2 separate regions of the Sus scrofa genome follow, and region 1 is linked to region 2. Evidence: chromatin contacts called from public Hi-C data. All regions are on one chromosome and are shown on one strand. Each heading gives the region's core, a stretch centred on a gene start, on an enhancer-like site or on the middle of the called end of the contact. The rest is flanking DNA. Distances are from core to core; before and after follow the strand shown. Region 1 overlaps ADGRL2 (adhesion G protein-coupled receptor L2). Region 2 overlaps ADGRL2 (adhesion G protein-coupled receptor L2).

What was found. Hi-C and Micro-C count contacts between places; a contact is called where the count stands out from the background.
Region 1: a contact with region 2 is called in a Hi-C map of epiblast stem cells, with 1.9 times the contacts expected there. The contact joins two enhancer-like sites. A contact is called at or near these places in 3 of 47 Hi-C or Micro-C datasets (epiblast stem cells, fetal heart ventricle and heart right ventricle).

Annotation. Positions count from the first base shown.
Region 1 is chr6:132,241,767-132,248,804 of Sscrofa11.1, reverse strand. All of the region lies in intron 3 of ADGRL2 (adhesion G protein-coupled receptor L2), which reads left to right. Among named protein-coding and RNA genes, the nearest start is that of ADGRL2, 120 kb to the left of the region's middle. Within about 2 kb of position 1,719, at least 11 of the 83 cell types and tissues checked have an H3K27ac peak or open chromatin away from gene starts, as enhancers often do. A contact at or near this core is called in epiblast stem cells, where this site is marked.
Region 2 is chr6:131,935,373-131,941,855 of Sscrofa11.1, reverse strand. The region is part of intron 6 of ADGRL2 (adhesion G protein-coupled receptor L2); the gene reads left to right. Among named protein-coding and RNA genes, the nearest start is that of ADGRL2, 430 kb to the left of the region's middle. Within about 2 kb of position 5,140, at least 1 of the 83 cell types and tissues checked has an H3K27ac peak or open chromatin away from gene starts, as enhancers often do. A contact at or near this core is called in epiblast stem cells, where this site is marked.

The DNA of each region.
Region 1 (7,038 bases), core at 470-2,969, 310 kb before region 2:
GTATCCCTGATTCTTTACTAAAACAGCATGTCAGCAGAACAGGTACGGGAAATGGGGCCCTTCCAAGATCTTTTATAGTCTGACATCAAAATTAAATTGGGATGTTGAGAACATCTGGGCCTCTCCCCCTTCTCCATCTCCCTCCAGGATTTCCAAGGGATATCCGTGTTTGTTTTGTGTTTGTGTTTTGGGAAAAAGATGGGGAGTCTCGGAGCTGCTGCTTTTTTTCTTTTTTTCCTTCCTTTAAGGTAAAAAGAGAAAACCAGATATTTTCAAGGGAATTGACTAGTAGTGGCCAGTATAACAAAGAAACCCCACTAAGCCTAACCACAACCTGACAGAATGAAAAGTGATTCCAGAGCTGCCACTCACCACAAATCCCCATGAAACATGCCAGGAAACCAGCTGAAAGCAAGAGAGAGGCTGCTTCTCAAGGGCCACAAGTGTGGCCCCCGAGAGTCTTCTGGTCCTATTCAAATTCAAAGTTGTAAAGTGGGGGAGGGTTGGAAACTGGAGACCAAGAATTAGCAGCCCTGTGATCACTTTCAGGGTTATGATAGAACTGATTTAAAATGCAAAACCGCATCCCTTTGTAAACACGGAGGCCTTGGAGAAATAGGATTTCATTTGGTGATTTTCCATTTTAGGATTTAAATGGGGATGGGAAGAAAAACACTATTTATTTTTCCAGAACTGAGATTGCCTATCTTTTTTTTTTTTTTTTTTTTTTTTTTGTAGGATAAGTAAATGTAGACTGTTATATTACTTCTTTGGGCTTCAATGCTAATAAGGCATACTTCCCACAGAATCTGACAGAGAGATGAATACCTTGCCCTGCTAATGGTTAATTTGTAGTGGCATGTGTATTTCTTGACTGTTCATGAAGTTTTCTAATTCATCAGCACACAATTGGGCTTTTTTCCTCCCTTAACACAGAATGAAATGCCAAGAGGGCAAGAGGTTCGGGAATGTTGTATTATTCCCTGAGCCAGTGTATTTACTACCCAAAAGTGATTGCTAATTTTTTTTTTTTTTTCTACCTCAGGAACAAAATTGTTCTTCAGCAAATAATTTAGTACTGACCACACTTTAAAATGTTTATTACTGTTGAATCTGTCACAGATTGCATCAAGCCACAGAGATGCTAATCTATCTTATGTATTTGAAACTCCTCTGGGAAACATATATTTGGGCTTACTGCTGAGTGAACATGACTGTTAGGATTATAGAGACCATACACAGTGAAGAAAAGCAGCATCGCTTTTCTGACTGGAAAGTAAACAATAGGGCGATTGTCGGCTTACACATTGGGGCCAACCGCCCTACTGCTGAGGAGCTGTATGTAAAACCAAGATCAGCAAGCAGTCTTGATGTTTTCTTCTTGGAGTTGGATGTTGTCAAGGATTCAGATGAGCCACCCCAGTGAGTATGCAGGAAACAAAACAGGATATTCTTGTTTGAGGACTGCTTTCTGTAATTATGTTGATTTTTTATGCAACACTTGAACTTTTAAAAACTCAAGGATGCAGAAGAAGTACTCTAGAGAAGACTAAATGATTGGGATTTTGTCTTAAGTGAAATGTTAGCGTGCGTCCTTAACAAAATTAACTTGTTTGTATTTTGAGTGGGTCTATGAATTAAGTATACTTAGACCATGCCTGTTTTGTCTCCGCACCCCACCTCCCACCCCCATTTTCAAACAGGAAGTCAAGTTGTCTTTGGAACATCATATTTCCTGCTTGGAAAAGGCCCTGGATTGTGTAATAGTCTGACAGGAAAGTTTCAAGAGTACCAGGAGTTTCCCATGGAAGCCTTGAGGGGGTGGAAATTTGCAGCAGCATCTATGAAGTTCTTTCCTTTGAGCTATCAAGAGCTGTTCCATTTTTGAGTATAAGTCTTCAGAATGGAAACAACTCAATTAAGCCGTAAATACCCTAAGGAAAAAAACTTCTTTGGAAATGGGCTTGCTTGGCGAATTGTACTTTTATCTGTCCTTTCTTGCTGAGGAAGGCACATCTGGCTCAGGGACTAGCTGCCTTGCTATCACGCTGCAGACATCCGGTTACTCCTTTCCCATCCGAATATCAGTTCTATGTATTAGACAAGGGATGTACATATTTGGATGCCGAGAAATTTGATTTCGTAGCAATGATTTGCCTTTTAATTTAACAAAATTACTTCATGCTCCTTTTCTTTAATCGAAATGCCGTGCAATTTCTTATTTGCACTTGAATAATTCTCCTAATTTTACAACACAATGAAAGGATTATACATTAGCACAGGTCAATCTCTTCCACATCCTCCTTATTTTTTTCTTAAGATTCCAATCCATAAAAGGTCATAGACGACATAATAATTCTGGCTCAAGGACACCACAAGATTCCCTGGCAAAAGCACTCCAGCTGGGCAGTCATATTCCAATGGCAGTGTGCCCTGAGTTTTAACCACTCTGGTTCAATGGAGAAAATCAAAGTAAGCTAATCGGCAGCTCCCAAGTTTAGCAGGGGTACCCTTGGAAAGCTGATCTCTCTCTAGGGGTAAGACTATATAGGGTGGAATTTAAAAGGGTGCTTAGGGGTCAGTCTGTGTGGATTTGAATTCAGATTCTACCATTTGGCCAGAAAATTGCATAACACTTCTTTCTTGGTGTTACCATGCTGTAAAATGAAGACAGAATTGTTCCAATTGTTCATTGCTGCATAACAAAACATCACCAAATTTAGTGGTTCAAAACAACCATTCTATTATTATATCTCGCTTTTCCTTGGATGGTCTAGGCTCCTTTGGGTGGTTCTCACTTGAGGTTTGTCATTCCAGTGCAGTTAGATAGCAGCTGGAGTCATTGGGGGCTGGCCATTCAACACTGTCTCTTTTGCATGCTGATTACAGGCTATGAACTCACTCGGGGTTCAGTTTACACCTGACTTCTCTTTGGGGTTTGGGCTTTCCCACTGCATGGAGGCCTGAGTCTGACTTCTTACCTGGCAGATCCAGGCTCTAGGAGAACAAGGCAGAAGTTGCCAGTCTACTTAAAAGCTAGCCTCAGACCTAGTCTATTGTCTCTTCTACCACATTCTACTCATTAAGCAAGGCACCAAGGCCAGCTCAGATTTCAAAAGGAGCTAAATTCAAGCCCACCTCTCAATTTGAGGAATAGCTAATAATTTGCTGCCATCTCCAGTCCACCATAAATACAATATCTATCACATAGAGTTTAAATGTGAGAATTCAATGAATTAATCTACGTAATGTGCTTAGACCAGTGTCTGACACTTCTGATATGTTTTCAATAAAATTTGTTATTATTATTTTCCTTACCCCATTTTATTTTTCTTCATAGCATTTATCATTATTTAACCTTACCTGTAATTATGATTGCAGGTATTTTCTTATTTTTTCTCTCTCTCATTCAAACATAAACATTTCATGTTTTCTCGGCACCTAGAAAAATGTCTGTATATAGTAAGAGTACCATCAATATTTGCTGCATTAAAGAGTGGATAAGTGAATGAACCCCTAGTGAATATAGAACTGGAGAAAACAAAATATTTCAGATGTTTGGTTGTGGAAAACAGAAGTTCAGTTGGGACTGGGGAAGGATTATGAGCAGAAAAGCTGACATTCTAATTTATTTAAATATATTAAAAATTGGGGAATTCCTGTTGTGGCTCAATGGAAATGAATCTGACTAGTATCCATGAGGACGTGGGTTTGATCCCTGGCCTCACTCAGTGGGTTAAGGATCTGGCATTGTCATGAGCTCTGGTATATAGGTTGCAGATACAGCTCGAATCTGGGGGTGTTGTGGCTGTGGAATAGTCTGGCAGCTGTAGCTCCAATTTGACCCTTACCCTGGGAATTTCCATATGCCACAGGTGTGGCCCTAAAAAGCAAAAAAAAAAAAAAAAAAAGCAAAAAAAAATGCATTAAAAGTTAGAATTAATGTCATCTTTTATCTGTAGCAGTTTTTAACTAAAACTGTCCTAGGAAGTACAAAATACATAAACAAGCCTGACTTTGCCTCCAGAATAGACGACATGGGCACAAGTAGAAAGCTGCATTTTGCCACCCACAAGCCTTAGAATCTGACAGCTCTGGGTTTAAGTCCTCACTCTGCTGTTTGTTTGCTGCCTGACATGAAAGGTATTTTTAACTTCTCTGAGTTGTAAAGTCTGTAAAATCAGACTACAAAGGCACATCGCATGGGATTTATGTGAGAATTATATATAGCTGACAAAGGGTTTCAACAAAAGTACTAGATATAATTGATTAAAAAAAAAAACCCAAAATATTAATGATAAGGAAACTTTACTGACATGAATTTTGTTATACTTTACATTGGAGTGGATCGTTTTCAATTTTTTTTATTTTTCAAAAATTCCTCTTATGTTTCCAAACACATTAAAAAATATTAAACTAATATTAAGTTCTTTTTGGACAAACTCAACAGTCCATCTGTGAGTGTATTGATCCATAAATTGACCTTTCTATTCTACCAATACTTGACGCAGGAATTGAAAGAGAATATTGATAAGTTTTAACAACCATGTTAAAAATAAATGTTTACATTTATCTGGAGAAATTGTGACATCAAAGGAAGTAAACATCATGTCCAAAGAACAACTTCCTGGAATTCCCCAGCCCTCTTCTTGAGGCTATCCAAAAGTAAATTACTTAATTAACAATCGTGATTGTTGAGAGTTCAGCACATTCAAAGAATTGAGAGCTTTGGGGAATTTTAAAGAAAATTTTAAAGGAAAACCATTGCACTTTTTTTATAGGGCTCTTAGTATTTCAGAAATAATGTATTGACCAAGATGAATTGAAAAACATAAGAATTTATTTCCTCCAAACATATATTTGTATGTATAATCAATTCAAGATGAGTGATTTATAGGCACACACACAGAGAGTTATATAAGCTCACAGTGGATAAATTAGGCAGAAATTTTGTCTGTTTTCTTGTTTGGGAAAAGTTGTCATATTTCTTATGTTGAAAGACCGCTCTAGGACATGTAGAGGATGAAAGCTAGAAAAAGAAAGAATGATGCAATAGAGAATCATATGTCTTTAAAAGGAAAATACTCAGTGCTGATGTTGTACATTGCTGGCAGCGAGACAGTATAGCATATATTCTGATCAAGCAACAAAACACCAGAATGGGCACATGGCAGAGACAGCTCGGGCCTCCAGAGTGAAGGAGAACGTATTTATGGAAGTCACAGTAGTATAGCATAGTACAATATAATTGATTTGTCTTTGTTTGGACGGGGAGGACGTAGGAACACTAGACTCACTAGCAGGTTTCTTTCTTTTTTTTTTTTTTTCCTGCTCTTTTTAGGGCCGGGCACATGGCCTATGGAGGTTCCCTCGTTAGGGGTCCAATAGGAGCTGTAGCCACCGACCTACACCATATCTCATGGCAATGCCGGATCCTTAACCCACTGAGCGAGTCCAGGGATCTAACCTGCCTGCTCCTGGATGCTAGTTGGGTTTGTTAACTGCTGAGCCACGACAGGAACTCACCACTAACAGGTTTGATATCGGAGAATGGCAACATTAAGTCCATGTATATTTAATGTTCTGACAAATAATAGTTGTTTAGTAAATATTAGTTTTCTTTCCTGCTTTCCTTGAACTACATTTCCTTGCTCTTTTGTTCATTACCGTTAATGTCTAAACTCTGTAACTAAGAGTATAGCCGCTTGGGCTGGGATCATCTCATGGTTCTTTGTTCTCAAGTAAACAAACCTAATCTGAGTAAGCATTAACCAACGGCAGATGATTGCTCTGTCTAGGACCAGCATGGGGCAAGCAGAAGAGTGATGAAATAAATATAAATTCAGTGCTTCTGAACATTTTCACCACTCCATATTTAGTATCTTCATAATCTGTATATTACAAAGATAAGCATGCCAGGATATCTGCTCTGTGGACCCCACTTAACATGAAAAGGAGAAACCCTTTGTGTTCCCTATTAGAATGTGAGTGTATCAGATGAGGCTTTATATAGACAGATATTGACACTCATGGCATAGCTAATTTTATTATACAGATGTGTTGACAAAAGTAAATTTTTTCCTCCTTTCACAACTTAATCCCTTTCAGACTGTCTATAATTTGACTCCTTAAAATGGTAAATCAAAATGGTAAGAATTCTCCATGAAGGATGATCTTAAAACATTTATCTGTTACTTCTGTATTTGTACTAATGATAACTAATGCCTATAGATTAGGTCATAATTTGTTCAATTTATGCAACCAAACCAAGAGCCATTTATGGGAATTTCAATCACCATGCTATTATTTAATAATCATCAAAGAAAACAGCATGTTACCTCACTTAAAAAGATTCATTACAAGGTTAGGAACAGATGAGACGGGTGTCTGCAGTCTCCTGGAATCACAAATGTACAAACAAGAGAACTAATTTTTCTCTACTGTTTTTACAAAAAAAAGGAAAGCTTTTTTTCACACTAGGCAAACAGCAACTGGTTTAGTCTCATAAATTTACATATCATAAGCAGTGTCAGTACTCAGGCAGATTAGATTAACAGGCCTTGTGTTATCATCCAAAGGAATAAAAGGAAAATATACCCAAAGTCATCTGGCTAATTGGAGGAGGTGGGGAGATGAAGTTGCTTCCATTAAGTTCTTTTGGAACAGTTGCAAGATCCACAAAATCTGTTTTTAGCTCAGTCATTCATCCTGCTGGATGCGTGATGTATTTTCAGTTTAATGATAATTGCCCTTTCCATTTCTTTGATAATTGCCCTCTCTATTATCATTTATGGAGATTCAAATTATAAATCAAGAGAAGACAGCCAGAAAAATATTATGATTGTCCCTTCTGAGGCCACAGCAACTCAAGTAACACTGCCAAAGTCTGAGAGCTTAAGCCATCTTCATTTGCGTGTTTCTGAACATTTTATTTTAGGGTCTGATGGTTTTCCTAAAGAGGAGGTTGCACAACAATAATGGGACTGAATGATAATAGATACAGAAGATAGGTTAGCCTCAATTCCACAGTTATAAATT
Region 2 (6,483 bases), core at 3,891-6,390:
TACTTTTTCTATTCTAAATGTATACATTGACGTATTCATTACACAAATATTTTATTAAAATCACTTGTAAAATAAGGCCCCTTAAGCGGACTGAAAATACCTCAGTGTAAAGTGATATATTAACTAACTACCTAGTCCTTGGCCTATTTTTTCCTGGTTTATATTTCTAACATCGTGGATCCTTCAGATTGTGATTTTAACCACACAGGACAATACAATTTTAGTGTTTCCTGACTTGAGTTAGCATTTCCCTGAATAGGAAAGTCATGATTTCCTCTATCAAGATATTTTATCTTTGAACAGTCTGACGAGAAGAGATTCTGTTTTTAAACAGAAATAAACTTCATTACATCCTAATTTAGTCTCTTTGGGCCATTTGGAATAAAGCTAATCTTTCTTTCCTATAATAAATTTTTAACTCAAAAAAATATAGGTAATATTTTTATGTAATTAGGATTAAGATTAGGGTAGTCCTAGTAAAGAAGATCTGGACTATTAAAAGAAGTAGATAAATGAAGAAAATAGCCATATTTGAGTACTGAAAACAACCACATTTTAAATTTTGATATATCTATTTTGAGAGGTTTTACTGTAAATAATTTTTATTCTCTGTTATTTTATATAATTTTATCAATATAAATATACCCATACAAAACAATTTAGTTTCCATCTATATGGGGGAAAATCTGCTGTAGAGGATAAGTGGGCAGCACTGGAGAAAGACTGGGGTTCAAATTCAAGCATTATCACTTGCTAGTGTTCATTGCCTTGGTTATGCTACTTTCTCTTCCTCAGCCTCAATTTTCTAATCTATAACTAGAACCTACTTCTTGGGGTTGTGGCTAGCATTCACTAATATAAAATGATTAGCACAGGAAACAACCTAAATGTCCATTGACAGAGGAGTGATCAAGATGATGTGACATATACACAATGGAATATTACTCAGCCATTAAAAGGAATGAAATGCTGGCATTTTTAGCAACAGGGATGGACCTAGAAATTATCATGCCAAGTGAAGTCAGCCATACAGTAAAACACCAACATCAAATTTCTTCACTGACATGTAGAATCTGAAAAAAGGACAGATTGAACTTCTTTGCAGAACAGATGCTGACTCACAGACATTGAAAAACTTATGGTCTCTGGAGGAGACAGTTTGGGAGGTGAGGGGATGTGCTTGGGTTATGGGATGGAAATCCTGCGAAACTGGATTGTTATGATCGTTATACAACTACAGATGTAATAAATTCATTTGAGTAATAAAAAAGAACAAAAAGCAAAAGAAAAAAATTCAAAAAAAATGATTAGCACAGTGCCTAGAGAATAATAAATGATGAAAAATGAATCAAATTATTATGTTTATACAATTTAGATATTGCTATCAAATCAGGCTAAAGTTCCTCTGTCCTTTCAGCCTTTTCTCATAGGAGATTATTTTAAGTCCCTTTACCATTGCAAGCTGCTAAATACTGAAAGTTTTCTAATCTTTTCTTCATATCTGCCTTAAAATTTTGCTCTCAGAACTGAGCATGATAATCTGAACAGCTCAAAACTAGAGTTGGATTATGTCCCCCATTGTCCTATGTACTTCTTACATTTAATAATGCAGCCACATTATCTCTTCTTCATCTTTTGCTTTCTCCTTCTTTGCTTTCCTCTCCTCCTCCTTTTCTTTCTCCTACTCCTCACCCTTCTTGTAACCATATTATGCCATTAATTCACTGCCAGGCAAAGCTCCTCTTTTTTTCCCATGAGTACTATTACTAAGTCACATAACCCTCAAATAGAATTTAGACAGTTAGTGTTTTGATCCCAAGGCAGGATCTCATAATTATTCCAACCAAATTATATACCGTTAGATTTTGTTCATCTTTTAGTTTTGAAGAATTTCAGATCCTGATCTTGTAATCCAATGCATTTACTCACCTTCCTTATCTCATGTAACTAATTTTTAATAGGAATGCCTTCTTATAGTTTTATCTCAGTCATTGATAAATATGTTTCTCATCAGACAAGGCCAGAGACAAAGGCCTTGATAAACCTTCCTCTGGGCTGACACAGATTCACGAAAATTGCCATTGGGTGCAATCATTCAGCCAGCTATAAAAACACATAGTAGTACTATCCCTAAACCTGTATTTTTCTATCTGACCCACAAGGATATAAAGAAAGACTTTATTAAATGACTTTCTAGGATCCAGGTATCTATATATAGTGCCTTGATTTACTGGTTTATTAACTTTATAGAACATATAAAATTGGGCTGAATAGCTTGTTCTTGTTGAATTTACGTGTTTTCCTAATAACCAATTTTTTTTAAATGCTCACAAAATTGTCTTTTATAAGTATAATCTAGGCTATTCTCCCTGATGTAACATCAGTTTCGTGGATCTGAATTTTGCGGACTCTGCCATTTTTTGAACATAAAGTATTCTTCTCTTATCCCCTCTACTCTCTTTTCTCAAAAGGTAATCAGCTAAATATGCCATTTCATTTAGAAGTCTCTGGTAACAATTCAGAGAGGTCAAGAGACATACTGTCAATAGACTCGTCAGGGTCTCATAGGTGAAGCACTCAGACCGCGGACTTAACTATCTTGGCTCAAATCCTAGCTTTATACTTCTTTAGTTGTAGGATCTGGGACAAAGTATTCACCCTGATATAATGCATACTTTATGGAGTGGCTGTGATGATTTAATAAGTGAATGCATATAAATACTGAGTATATGACACCTCCTAGGTACTCAACATTATCTGTGTTATCAGCCCATTGTCCATTTTGTTTTTCCATTTTTAGCCAGTGGCTAGTGGTCTGACTTCATTCATTCAACAACTATTTCTGGAATAGTACTTGGTACATACGGGTCCTTGGAATACTGTTCTGAACAAACCCGAGTCCCTGTACTCACAGAGCTTACATCCTAATGCAGAAGATAGTGATTGCCTAAGTATGTAAAATAATGGCGGTCGGGCAGTGATTAGAGGAATGAAAAGTTTAAGGATTAGAGAATGTCAGAGAGCATAGTTTTATTTATTTAATTTTTAAGGAGGGCTGCGTCCACAGCATGTGGAAGTTCCTGGGCCAGGGGTCATGCCACAGCAGCAACCCAAGCCCCTGTGGTGACAACAACACAGGATTCTTAACCCACTGCACCACCAGGGAACTCCTCAGAGAGAATTATTTTAGAAAGCGTGGTCAGGGTTCTCTGTGAAGAGGTGACATGTAAGCAGAGATATGCATGAACCAGCAGGGAAGGAATATAAAGGAATAAAGACATTTTGCTTTCTACTTTTCATGAATGAATTTTATGGTTTCAGATTTTTAAAATGGGTCTGCTCCTGTATGGATTTTCTTCCTCCTGTCATGATAAGGATATCATTTTTGTTTCTCTTTAGTATCTTTCACAAGTCCCAGCTCATTTTGTGCTTTAGTCTTACTGATGATATTTTTATAGGTCTATGCTACCTTCACATATCTGTGCTTGATTAGGGGTCTCCTTTAACCATCTTTTGCACATGCTGTTTGAAATTCAGAGCTTGTCAGTAGGTCCCTCTGCATCACACTGGTTTCTTTAGTTTCCTCCCCATTTTCTTGCTCATTAGAATCATTTGTGTTTGCATAGGCAGAACACTGCTTAAATCAAACTCCAAGAGTGCATGGTTGCTTTTCCTCAAGGTTCCAATCATTTCCATTTTACCTACTGGTTTCTGTCAGAATTGGGTTCAGAGTGGGAGTTCCCCTTACTGCTTACTCTGCCTTCTGGGAAATGAAATTATCAGCAAGGCCAGTCAAGAAATTGTCAGTGTTTTGCTTTCCGAGGAATGAGAATTTCTGCCGATAATTCAAGACTGAAGTCCCTAACACTAAGATATGTTGCTGCCCTGATAATCTTGTGATCTGCACTAGAAAAGCATCCTTCTGGCCAGGAAGTCTATAATGCAGCCACATAATGTTATCATTTCTCTGTGTCTCTCATTTTAGATTCATCTAGATTTTCTCCAGTATTCCTCCACCCACTTGACTTTACATGTAGGTTCCTAGCTTCTAACAGCAAGAACTAGTCACCTACTTTTCAATCAGCATGGTCTAATTAGAATTTAAAATAGATTGGATTAAAAGTTTAATTGTTTTATGATCAAATTTTATGCCCAGGAAACCAGGATGTTTCCATACAACTTTGTATTAACAAGCAGCATGAAACCCTAGAAAACTTTAGAATAGAAGGTGGATTCTGTTCTTGACAAAGCCATATTCTAGCTTGCAGATTCATCGTGTGTCAGAACTCAAGGGCCCTGAACTTAAAGATGAAAGATCTGGACCCTCTGCTTTTATCTGGACCTTCTGCTTTTACCAGCAAGCAAATGGTGACCTAAAAAGGTTAGCTGACTTTCCAATAGTCTCACAGCTAGTTAGAGATAGTGATTGCAAGAAAGTTTATTTTTTTCTTTAGGCCAGTAAATTTCACTCCTACCATGTTACTTACAGGATTAATAGCCCACAGCCTTACCTCCCCTTCTGTGAAATTCAAATAATAATATCCACTGCCCTTCCCACCTCTCAGAGTTGTTGTGAGAAAGAAAGGAGATAACAGGTGTGCAATAAAAGTGGTTGTGTAAGGCAGTATTATTATGATAATGCTTTTAATGATTTAATCTGGAGGGTTCGCTGGGCTTTTTTAACTGCTTGTTTAAGTGATTTGCATTTTAAATTTAAACCTGTGGTGAAATGTGCATACTTTGTTAAAGAGTTACAATAAACTGGAGGCTGCATTCTACAGGAAAAAGAGCCAGGGTTTTGGCATCCCTGAGATGGTAATCTTTATTTCCTTATTCAAGGGATACATGACAACGCAGCCTCTTAACTTCTCTGATTTTAGTTTCCCCATCTGTTGAAGGCTGAGCATTCCTATTTTTTTTACAGTTCTGAGAATTGATACAGAAAGGCTCAGTATCAGTGGTTGTTTTTGTTTTATTTTTATTTGATTTTTTGTTTGGTTTGTTTTCTCTTCCCTCAGACTGCGAGCTTCTTGATAGCAGACACTATTTATTTATCCTTGTATTCCTAGGGTCTGGCACTCAATAGTTACACAGTATGTTTGTTAAATGAATCATTTACCAAGGTGAACGACACAGAGTGGGTCTGAGGGTGGCAGCATTTTGTAAGTCAATGTTTTTTCAACTCTACTCCTAGGAACACAGCATTGAGTTTTGTGCAGGTACTTCGAGAGCTGGTAAAAACGGTGATGTGGGCGTAACTGAGAATGAGCTCTTGGCCTTTATCTTGCTTTAATCAGAGCAGACATGCTTATTTATTATTAATATGTTAGGCGCTACATAAGATTATTTTCAGAGGAAAAAGTTTTCCAGCTAAAAGAAAATTAAAATAAGATAGTAAGGCTTTAGAGTCTTAAAGACACATCTTCCAATACTTCTTTTACCGTGAGAAGTAACCTTTACTTTCCCAGAGAAACAAAGTTAACCTTTCTTTGTCATGATTTTTGCATATATCATAGGACGTACAGCATTTTAGATTGGTTACAGATGGGTAGAAAGACATTACATTCACACTTGCCATTTCCCCAATGTATTTAGCCAATAATACCAAAGTGGATTCTACCTGGACCCAGGTGGCTGCTTGTTTCAGAACAGATGCATGCAGACCCAGCATACCTTGGCTTGGCTTTCTGCCTCCTTGGCTTCTCTATGGGCCACACAGCTGCCAGGGACACTACTGCCAGAGTTGAAAAATACACTTTTTAAACTCAAACTGGCCACTCTGGAAGAATTTATACTCACGGTCTAGGCATTTCCATGTAAGAAAATGCTTACAGACATCAGGCTTTCCCCATTCTAGAACAAAATTAGCCCAAGCAAGAAAACCTCCTCTAGGCAGAATGGGGAGGAACTGGCAAAGTCAGGACCAGGGGTGCCTGAAGAGTTTCTCTGTCTCAAGCTTCCTGTGTTCCTGTCTCCCTTAAAGTTTATCTGGAGAATGAAATAAAGTATGAGTAACACTAAAATATTTAGTAATGTGTAAATTGCTGGGCTTGGGCACCAATACATCAGAACAGATGTTGGCCATAAACTACCAGCAAGCCTTGCCAGGGCTCACCAGCTGAATGCTGGCTCTAAAATGAAGTAACATTAAAATGTCTTCATGATATCCGACACATAGATAGTGCTTGATTACTATTCATCCACTAGACTGCTCCCTGCCCCACCCCTGTCTCTTAAGCAAAATCCAGTAAAAACTAACAACAAAAAAAGACAAGTCCACAAAGATGTATCCCAAAATCCCTGGGAGGTCAAGCTTATTATCTTATTAGTAGTACCATACATTATTAATACTGAAATTTATTCTGTGGTCTAGAGTGAAATGGATATATATTTTTTATTTTCTTTCTCTCTTTTTTTTTTTTTCTTTTTAGGGCCACACCCATGGCATATGGAAGTCCCTGGGCTAGGGGTCGAATTAGAACT